2 separate regions of the Triticum aestivum genome follow, and region 1 is linked to region 2. The links are chromatin contacts, called in public Hi-C maps. All regions are on one chromosome and are shown on one strand. The core of a region is the stretch at or near the end of the contact, and the rest is flanking DNA. Distances in the headings are between cores, read along the strand shown.

Evidence for each region. Hi-C and Micro-C count contacts between places; a contact is called where the count stands out from the background.
Region 1: a Hi-C map of an unstated tissue shows a contact between it and region 2, with 9 times the contacts expected there. The contact joins the promoter of LOC123045082 here to the enhancer-like site in region 2. A contact is called at or near these places in 3 of 5 Hi-C or Micro-C datasets (leaf and an unstated tissue) and 1 of 1 datasets of contacts at active chromatin or transcription factors (leaf).

What each region holds. Positions count from the first base shown.
Region 1 is chr1A:259,290,614-259,296,172 of IWGSC CS RefSeq v2.1, reverse strand. It overlaps LOC123045082 (probable leucine-rich repeat receptor-like protein kinase At1g35710), which reads right to left and starts at 1,602. Exons shown (of 2, transcript XM_044468017.1): 1 at 1-1,602. The coding sequence starts at 1,510.
Region 2 is chr1A:259,074,889-259,080,088 of IWGSC CS RefSeq v2.1, reverse strand. No RefSeq gene overlaps it. Among protein-coding and RNA genes, the nearest start is that of LOC123045082, 220 kb to the left of the region's middle. Within about 2 kb of position 3,923, at least 1 of the 8 cell types and tissues checked has an H3K27ac peak or open chromatin away from gene starts, as enhancers often do.

The sequences.
Region 1 (5,559 bases), core at 353-2,852, 220 kb before region 2:
TAATGGTGGCGGGCAGCTCGCCTTCCAAACTGTTGGTGTTGACATCCAAGACTTCCAACGCCGTCATGTTGCCAATCTCCGGCGGGATTGTGCCGGTAAGCTTGTTGAAGAAGAGCGCCAGCCTCTTGAGCTTCGTGAGCTTACCGAACGAGCTGGGGATCGGCCCCGTGAGAGAGTTCACCGACAAATCCAACTGAGTCAGGCTCACCAGCTCGCCTAGCTCTGCTGGGATAGAGCCTGTAAGGTTGTTGCTGAAGAGATACAAGATATCCAGCTTGGTTGCCTTGCCGAGCTCTGGTGGAATCTTCCCGGTGAATGAGTTCATTTGCACTTGGAACGATATGAGCTCTGGCCAGCTCCTGAACAAAGACGGCGGAATCTGACCGGTGAGTTTGTTGGACGATATGCCAAACTCGCGCATTTTGCGCATCCCGGCGAACGCCGGCGGCAGGAAACCGGTGAGCTGGTTCATGGACAGCTCCATCAAATTGAGATTGCCAAGGTTGCCCAGCTCTGGTGGAATAGTGGAATTCAACCCGGAGCTCTTGAGATCAAGGCGTTGCAGCATTTGGAGCCGGCCAAGTACCGGCGGGATCGGCCCGCCGAGCAGGTTGCCGCCGAGTTCAAGGACTCTGAGCTGGGACATGGACCCGAGGAAATCGGGGACTCCTCCGGTCAGATTATTGTTTAAAACCCGCAGGTCCCGGAGATTCCTCAGCTTCGACAGCGACGGCGGTATCCGCCCAGAGAAAGCATTGATGGACAGGTTGAGGTACATGAGGTTGGGGAGCTTCTCCGCCAGCGACTCCGGTATCGACCCGGAGAAATTGTTCTGCGACAGGTCGAGGTAGGTGACGTTGGCGCTCTTGAGGATGAACTCCGGGAAGCCGCCGTTGAGGTAGTTGAGGTAGAGCGACATGAACCTGACGGTGGGCATCGGCGATAACTTGCGGTAGTCCGGGTCGGTGAGGAAGTTGGCACCCAGATCGAAATGCTGGATCCTGGGGAGCCTGCTGAGCTGGTGGGGAATGGCGTCGGCGAGGTTGTTGTTGTAGAGACGCAGCTCGACCAGGCCGGAGAGGTCGGCGAGCTGCGGCGGGATGGAGCCGTTGAAGCCGTTGCTGCCGAGGTCGAGCGTGGCGAGGAAGCGCAGGCGCGAGAGGCTCGCCGGGATGGCGCCGAAGAAGTTGTTCCCGTTGAGGTCGAGCGTGGCGAGGGCCGGGAGCGCCGCGACGTCGAGCTTGTCGAGCGTGCCGCCTAGGCCGAGCCCCCGGAGCGCGAGCGAGTCGACGCGGCCGGCGGCGTCGCAGGAGACGCCCTCCCAGGAGGAGCAGAGGCCCGCGGGGTTGGCCCAGGTGGCGAGCGCGTCCGGGAGCGGGCGGTCGAGGCTGGCCTTCCAGGCCAGCAGCGCCTCGGCCTCCGTCGCGGCATTGGCGGCGCTGGCGGAGAGCAGGAGGAGGACGAGGAGCGGGAGGAGGAGGATGAGGGCTCGTGCGCCCGGCGTCGGCATTGGCTGGCGCGCCGTCGGGAGGGGAGACGGGGACGGGGAGGGGCGGCGAGAGGAGGGGGGATTTGAGCTCGCGGCGCGGCTGCTCAGTGGGACGCGGGTTGACTCGAGTAGGCAAGTACTATTACTAGTACGGCGTCCATGTGTATGGTTGGGTGGTGCGGTCAGCGGTGCGGCGTGAGCGTGTGTGGGGAAGCGGGGTACGGCGACTTGGAGGCGTCGTCGTCGCGTACCGGAATTCCAGCGGCGAGAAAAGAGGGTTTCAGGGCCGACAGCCTGTGCTTTGCTTGTCCATGATACCAGCGGCCTGCCGTGCTTTGACCTCTTTTTTTTGTTCCATGAAAAAATGCAGTGCTTTGACTTGAATAAAATGGCCCGGCATATCATGGGTGGACGATTCCATTCCTCTTACTAGTAGAATCGTTGATTGATCCATCGTGATCGCGGTCCAATCCAAGCCGGTCTGGATTCATTAGCCGCAAATTTAGAAGTTGGACCGTGAGCTGCTGCCGGACGGACGGACGGTGACAACCGCCGGGGGTTCCTCCTTTCGCCACCCTGTCCGTCCGTCCCTGCCTCATCCATGCCGTGTGGCCCGTGGGTTCAGTTTTCAGTAACTGCGCTCCAAACTTGGACAATGTATGGGTTCCAGAGCGTCTATCTACATGACGCGCTCTATCTGATAATATAAATGAACTCATTAATTAAAGTTTCAGTTATACGTTCCGCCATGAAAACCGTGTTGCCAGCCTTATTTTGGATTTCTTTTCCTAGACTAGAGTAATTGTATAGTGGCGTGGAGCGCATGCGAATTCATTTTCTCTTGTCACTACCTATCTCATGCACCTTGAGATTTATACCATCATTAGTTGCTACATGTTCTTTCTTTTGTTGCATAATATAGACCATGATAGAGTATATCACACACACGGTCTTGCAGCTTATCACGCATGTGTTTTAGTCACACGCGTTGAAAAAGTGTGCGACATACCTGCATGGGGCTTGGGTCGTATTTTTTTTCACGAATATGCAAGAGCTTGCATGTCTTCCATTGGTAAGTAGAAGATAGAGAGTACATAGAGTACAAGGTGCCCTAGCAGCGTTCCAAAACGGGAGCGTGAGAGGGTAAGGAGGAAGTGGGTTACAACGAGGGGACAAGAATGAAGCCTCATGAGGACTATCTCAGGAAGGATGTTGGCCAAGCCAATGTTTACATAGGAAGAACGGAGGTGGGCCTCACCGATGATGAGGTTGGGCAGACTTGGAAGGGAGGGTGCCTCGCCGCCGAACATGATGTTGTTCTGGTGCTTCCAAAGAAGCCAGGTGCCTACAAGTAGCAAGGAGGAGAGCCCTTTGTGAGCAGCCACGAGCGTGGTGATGCACGAGGTCACACACCAATCTTGGAACTGCTCATCTCGCTGCAGTGGCCTCGAAGTGCATCGGCACCACGAAAGGAGCTCATGCCAGAACTGCCTCGAGAAGGAACAACCGACGAATTGGAGGTGCATGCTCCCGGGCTCCTGATCACGGAATAGGAAGAGGGGCACGTGAGGAAGCCCATGTCTGCCAAGCCGCTCGGTAGTCCATCATTGATCGAGCAGAGCGAGCCAAACGAAGATCTTGACATGTAATGGAACCCTTGTCTTCTAGGTAAGGTGCTAGTTGGGATCCTCAACGGAGCCCTGAAACATGGCGGTGTAGTATGTCACGACATAGTAGACAAGGACTCTGTCCATCTCCAGGTGAGACAATCTGGGGCCAGGGATAGGGTGATATGATACAGCGTATGCCATAAGTCGATGTATTGCACTAGCGCAGTGGGCCCAAGCATGCCGAAAATGTCTCGGATCCAGGCGCGCTGCAGCAACCCCTTCTAGATAGTTCGCAACGTGCGGCCCCTGCGGGAGACCAAGACATGGACGAGCGGGGCAATGTCAGTGATGCAGAGTCCAACCGGCCAGTGGTCAAACTAGAAATGTCAACTTGAGCCATCGCCAAGATGCCAAGCAGTGGAAGCACGCACGATTGTCAGCGTGTCTAGGTCATGAGGAATCGATAGATGAGCCCAAGGGCGGACATCATTAGTCCGTTGTAGCCACATCCACTTGGCATGAAGCACGATGGCGATGTGATGGAGGTGTCGGACACCAAGTCCTCCAAGCTGGATAGGGTGGCAGACCTAGGCTTAGTTAACCTTGCACTGCCAACCATGTGCATCCTTGCGGCCAACCCAAAGGAAGTCGCATATCACCTAGTTGATGCGAGCCAACATTTGAGGGCGGTGGTGGTCAAGATGTGGGTGGGGATGGCGAGAGCACGTGGCGGACAGTGGAGAGCAGGTCAACAAGGGAAAGCATCAAGGCGCACAAGGTGGAAAGTTTCTTCTCAAGCTTGTCGAGGAGCGGTGTCAAGGCCGAGGAGTGCAGCTTACGTATCGACATAGGGAGGCCCTGGTATTGCATTGGGAACACAAAGACAGGGCGGGAAATGTCGTTGGGGATGACCTTTACATGCTCTTCCTTGCAGGGGATCGGGGATCGTGCAATTGGCGATGTTTGTATGTAGCCCAGATGTGGTGCCGAGGACACAAAGGAGCTTAATAATTGTCTCGATGTCGTGCTTATCAAGGTGGCGGAAGATGAAAACATCGTCAATGTAGAGGGACACACTCGAGGCAACGTGTGAAACGGTGAGGCGGTGAAGCAGACGGACCTCCACAACGTGTTGGATCAGGGAGTTGAGGACATCGATGACGAGGGTGAAGAGCATCGGGGGAGAGCGGGTCCTCCTGGCGAAGTTCGCACGTATGTGAGATGGGGTGCCCGATAAGGCTGTTGACGAGCACGTGAGTGGAGGTCGTGGCGAGCAAGATGGAAACCCACTATCTCGAGCGCGCTCCAAACCTGAGATGTCGCAGTGTTTCGAGGAGATAGGGCCGGGGTACCGAGTCGAAGGCCCCGTCGATGTCAAGCTTGAGCATGATGCGAGGAACCTTGAGGTTGTGGAGGAGGCATGCCATTTGCTGGACTAATAGGAAGTTGTCATGAATTCTACTAGCGGAGATGAAAGCACTCTGATTAGTAGAGACCATCTAGCTAAGGTGCGACATCAAATACATAAGGGTAATTGGCCAGAAGTCAAAGAGTGTGTCAACGTCGGGACACTTCGGGAGCAGGGTAATGAACGCCTCATTGAGCTTATGAAAGCCTCGCGCGTTGAGAGAGTAGAATTTGCCAAAGGCTCGAGGATAATCCTCCTAGAAAATGTTCCAGCAGCAAATGAGGAACTCTGAGGTGATGTCGTCCGGCCCTGGGTCTTTGCCAGAGGGCAAGGCCTTGACCAAGTGCCAGATCTCAGCCTGAAAGAAGGGCTCATCCAGGACGTCAAGGTCAAAAGCACCAACATGCAAATCGTGTAGAGAGATGGAGAGGGCATAGTCCTCGGAAGTCCCTAGGATGTCGGTGAAGTGGTCATAGGCAGCACCGCTGAGGGCCTCAGGTTTGGATATGACGCAATCATCGACCTTAAGCTCAAAGATAGGGTTCTTCTTTTGGAGATGTGACGCATGCGCATGGAAGCATTGTATTAATAATAAGTTTAGAAGGGGAGGCTAGAGTGACAGAATAAATATTCCCTGGGTTTATGAGTTATAACATGGTGGGTGAATAGGGACCCTAGAGGATAATGTTATGGTTGTACTTATGTCTTAAATTCACATAAGAAACACAATTGGTTTATCCTTAGCACAATTAAGGAATGGACCACCAGTTGCACACTTTTACATTTCTTGCTATTTGCATTTTTGTAACTCCCCGCAACGAAATACAACATGGTTTATGCCTTTTAGCACTTGCAATAATCTCTTGTTATTTTGCGCACACTAATTTCTTCTACTCCTCGTTGGGTTTGACATTTTTATCTACGAAAGCGGTATACAATTGGTCTCCTACACCTGTGTGATATCAAAACTATACCCATAATCTAGCAATCTATTAGTAGGTTATTCGAAGAAGTTATAAGTTGTTGCATAAAATGATAAGAAACATTTATGG
Region 2 (5,200 bases), core at 2,674-5,173:
ACATGTATATATCTTAGTTTTAGGCCTATTTTTGCACCAAAAATCAACCTATAGTGAACTTGTTTGCCCCCCCCCCCCCCAGCCAGTGGCACCCCCATGATTCTTGCCCAAGCTCCGCCACTGATGTGATGCGTTTCGATCTTTCATGTTAGTAGATGCTTGGACTCTTGGAGCATAATCCACCATCGGTCGTCCTGATCTCCCGGTAGATAGCAGGATCATAATTTGATCGCTCGAAACAGTCAACAGTTTTATATATGGTGGAAAAGGAGCGCGGATTGCTAGCTTATCCTCGAGTCAAAGGAAAAAACACTTCGTTGCTATGATATCTCAATAAACCGAGCAGTTTTTTCTTTCTTTTGCACTCCATTATGGGGTATTTCTCCTTTGAAGTGTTCTGATAATACTCCTTTGTAATCAATAGATTTGACAGCTCTTCTGCCAGGAACAACAAAAGATAGCTTACCGGAGCGACATGACCACATGCATGATCCCAGAGTATCACCATGCCGCCATTGCCGCGACATAGCAAGCAGCTACAGGCCGGGCTAGCGTAAGCATGCATGCATGTGATGCGTTTCGATCTTTCATGTTAGTAGATGCTTGGACTCTTGGATCATAATCCACCATCGGTCGTCCTGATCTCCCGGTAGATAGCAGGATCATAATTTGATCGCTCGAAACAGTCAACAGTTTTATATATGCTGGAAAAGGAGCGCGGATTGCTAGCTTAGCCTCGAGTCAAAGGGAAAAAAAACACTTCGTTGCTACGACATCTCATATTCACATGGATGAAGCCCAGGCACACACTTGGATTCGCGTGCATGGAATGGAGGGGAGAGAAATATCAAGGGAAGCTGCTCATACGCTCTCAGTTACGCTACAATCTGAGAGCCAGTCAACGGATCTACCTACACACACCGTGAACCGTTTTCTTCCCCTGTGACCTAGTGACATAGTGGCAGCCGACTAACTACCCTCTTCCACGGGGAGATTGAGCACTCCCTTTCCCTTCCTTCACTGCTCCGACAACCGAAGGGGTGGGGTCTCCGAGCTTCGGTCTGATGGTGATAGCCGATAGGGAATAAATTTGTGTTTCGCCTCTGTTCGATGGTAGTGAGATGATGGCCTTGCCGTTGGCGTAGAATAAAGTCACTCCGCCTCGCCCTTGTTCTAGTCGTGTGAAGGATGGTGTATTCAAGATTTTATTTTCCCATATGGCTTTTTCTTCAAAAGGTTTTTCTGGTGGTGCTGTCATGCAAAGTAAAAACTGTGGCTGTGTGTTTTGGTCATTCCGCTCCAACGAAGAACTCAGCCTTGTCAGGGAGCGTGTGAGATTTATGTCCATCGACTCCGTTTGGGACATGCATCGGACATTATATAGGCTCTCTCCGGCGTTTTCTTATCCAAGACGATAATTTCTATGCAGGTCGCAACTGTCGGCTAGTTCTTGCCTATATCAATGAATTCCATCTGTTTCTTCGACAAGCTCCTAGATTCCAACATGTTTGTTCCGTTAAGATAAAGGTGTAGGGACGATAACAAGCTTTGCTCACCGCACGTCGCCAACGAATGTAGCAGAAGAAGACCTTGGCACTCCGAGAATTTGGATGTATTTTTAAGGATATGTGCTACTTAACATATGCCCTTTGGCCGTTCTCAAAAACATACTACTATTGCAGTTTGGAGTAATAAGTAACTAGATAACCCGCCGTGCATCACTGCGTACATTTATGGCAACGAAATTATTGAAAATAAAATTTGAATAAGAATAATACCGCACCATATTCTCACCATATGATGGTAGAAAAACTAGAGGTAACTAGAGGGTGGATGCACGAGAGTGGATGATCTGCACACGGGGCATCTGCACCCGCTTTTTAAAAATGTATTTTTTACGCGTTTTGTAATGTTCAAATTCTAAAAAAAAATGCATACATGTTGGCAAAGGTATGTCCACGACACAAAGTTTTGTGTAAAAAAGTATTTTTGTTTTGTCTCAGTAAAAAAGACAAATTTTACTGCTTCTAAATACCGTTTCATGGCATAAAATTTTGTCTTTTTTGCACAGGCTACGAAAAAGTTGTTTTTCTATGAAATTTTCTGCACACACATAGAATATGAAGATATCCGCGCGCACCCTTTTTCAGAATTTTTTTGACATTACAAAATGTGTTTTCTAAAGTGGGTTCATATGTACCCGGGTTCATCCATGCACTTCTCGTGGATGCATATTATATTACTTTTTGACATTCAAGTTCAATTATTTGTTGCCGAAAAAATGATGTGGAAGGCTTGTATGTGGTGGAAAGTGTAAAGCATAATTGTTGCATTGTGTGATGATTTGGATATCTTGGATGTGCCTTTAAACAGGATCACTTAGATATTTATATGTTGCTGAAAAAAATATAAAATATATGGAGGTTATGTGTTTGATGATGTGGAGGGCTTGCATGTGGTGAAAAGTGAAATGGTTGTATGTGTTTGATGATGTGAATGGTTTATGTGTGCATTTAAATGGGATCACTTATATTTTATTTGTAGCCGAAAAAAAAGTGTGCTTGATGATGCAGAGAGCTTGGAAAAGTGAAAAGTTGATAATTACATGTGCGTTTGACAATGTGTAGGGCTTGAATGTGCTTGATGATGTGAAGGAATTACATGTGCATTTGAATGAGATCATTTACTCGGATTTATATAGGATAGCAAAGTATTGTGTTCCTGCAATTCACACACAACCGTAATTCACACACATTGGTGAGTGATCGATATTTTCTTTTGCACGAATTAAATGCGCCGTTTGAATTGTAGGGTGGCTGCATCAATTATTATGGTAATGCACCTTGTAGTCGTTACTTTATGTCGCCCTAAAGAAAGTAACTTTGTATTTTCCAAGAAGTGCATATCGATCCTATTTCGCGCGTGGGTCACTGTGTAGCGACAAAATGCATCGAAAATTGCAAACAATGCCCGAGCTCCAGTGAGCTAGTTTTCAAATTTTAATTTTTTTTTGGATCGCAAAAAAGTCCAAATTTATTTGCGAACACACTTGCACATGCATACTATGATATGTGCAAAATTTCGCAGCATTATACTTTTACATGTGGCGTACAGAAAAAAAAGACAAATACACATATTTATACGGGCCTTTTATTTTGTTATTGGGCCGGATTTTTTTTGTACAGCCTACAAACCACAATATTTTTTGACGAAATTCAACATGTTCCTGTGGAATACATATATGTATTCATGGAAAAAATCAGATTCTTTTGAAACTTTTAAATATGTTTTTTGATAATTTTGAAATACCGAGCTCAATGGAGCTTGCCCTCCAGAAATCCGCACTCCCAAATACATACCCTACCTAAGTGCACATTAGTTAGCTATTTTTTCTAAAAAAAATCATTTGCTTTTTTCATAATTAAATCCATGAACATATTTTTTGAATTGGTACCACTCTATGAGATTCAGGAATAGATTTTCAAACTCATAAGTTTTTCTAATTTATGAAGATTTCTGGAAATTTTATAAAGATTTATTTCATTCATGAATAATTTTAACGAAACAATTACTAAATTTTCTTGAGTTTTTAAAAATTCCTTACCATTAAAAAAATCCAGAACACTTTTTTGAATTTTTGAATACTTTTCAAATTTTTATGAATATTTTTAGTATTTCTTATAAATTTTTTTAAATCCATGAGCATGTTCTAAATTCGTGAAGATTTTAAATTTCAAAAGAATTTTTTATTTTTTTGTTGAAACTGATGAAGGAAGCAAAGATAAAAAAGTGAGTTTGAAAAAGGAAAAAGAAAGGCGAGAAAAAACAAAAAGCGCCTTGTGCCCCGCATTGGAGCAGCACAATGGTGCGTGATTGGGAAACGTGCTGTGTTGCTGGCATGGGCCTGGCCCAGCTACGCTCGCTCGATCGCTAGCTCCTGCTTGACCATTTTTTTTCTTCATTCTAAAAACTGCTACAGTATAGACTATTTTTCTTAGGAAAAAGACTGGTTCGCTACAGTATGTACTCTTGTTCTTAGAAAAAGGTTCATCGAATTTGAACAAAAGTTCACCGAGTTCAAAAAAAGTTCATCAAATTTGCAAAAAGTTCATCAAAATTTGAAACAAGGTCATCGAATTTGAAAAAAGTTCATTGAATTCGAAAAAAAGTTCATCAAAATTTGAAAAAAGTTCATCAAATTCAAAAAAAAGTTCACTGGATTTAGAAACAAGTTCATCGAGTTTGAAAAAATTTCATCGAATTTGAAAAAAGTTCATCGAGTTGGAAAAAGTTCATCGAGTTTGAAAAAAGTTCATTAAAATTTGAAAAAAGTTCATTGGATTTAGAAAAAAGTTCACCGAGTTTGAAAAAAAGTCATCAAATTTGAAAAGGTTGATCGATTTTCTAAAAAGTTCATCTTATTTGAAAAAAGTTCATCGAGTATTGGAAAAAAAGTTCATCGAATTTGAAAAAAAGTTCATCAAATATTTAAAAAGTTCATCTAATTTGAAAACAAGTTCAACGATTTTGCAGTAATGTCGTTGTATTTGAAAAATTTCCCGCATTTGAGGAAAAATAAAAAAACAAGATAGAGAAAAAGAAAGGAAAAAGGAAAGCAAACACCAAAAGAGATGCGTTCTTTGCATCTTATAAGGATTAAAAAAAATAGGATATTAGCACATCCGGTGATCTAATCCTGTTGGTTAGGGCGCATGCTACTAGCACATCCGGTGATCTTATAAAGATCCGGTGATCTGATCCCTGTATCAAATAGCCGCCGCCGAATAGGATTTGGCCATGATTGGTGCGCTTGTATCGCACATGAAAGGAGGTCACGAAGCGCATGTTGGCATTGGAGGAAAACCCTGTTTGACGCCAAGTAGGGTGTTAATTGGCCCACATGGTGCACCTCCCCCAATGAACATACATAAGTTTTAAACATTGTGTACACATTTTTTAGAGAAAACAAGCGGGAGAGCTCTCACACACTTGCATTTGATATTTTTTTTGTCTGCTGGCGTCGGTTAAATGCGTTTACACTGGTCACTTCACTTAAAAAAGGTAGATACATGTGCATTTATTTTGGGTTTTCAAAATTTTAAAAAGTCATATCTTTTGAACCCTCACAACAAAATTTTTGAAACAAGATCCCACATGGCATGTTTTGATGATTTCTTTTTCTGATGTCAATTTTGGGGCT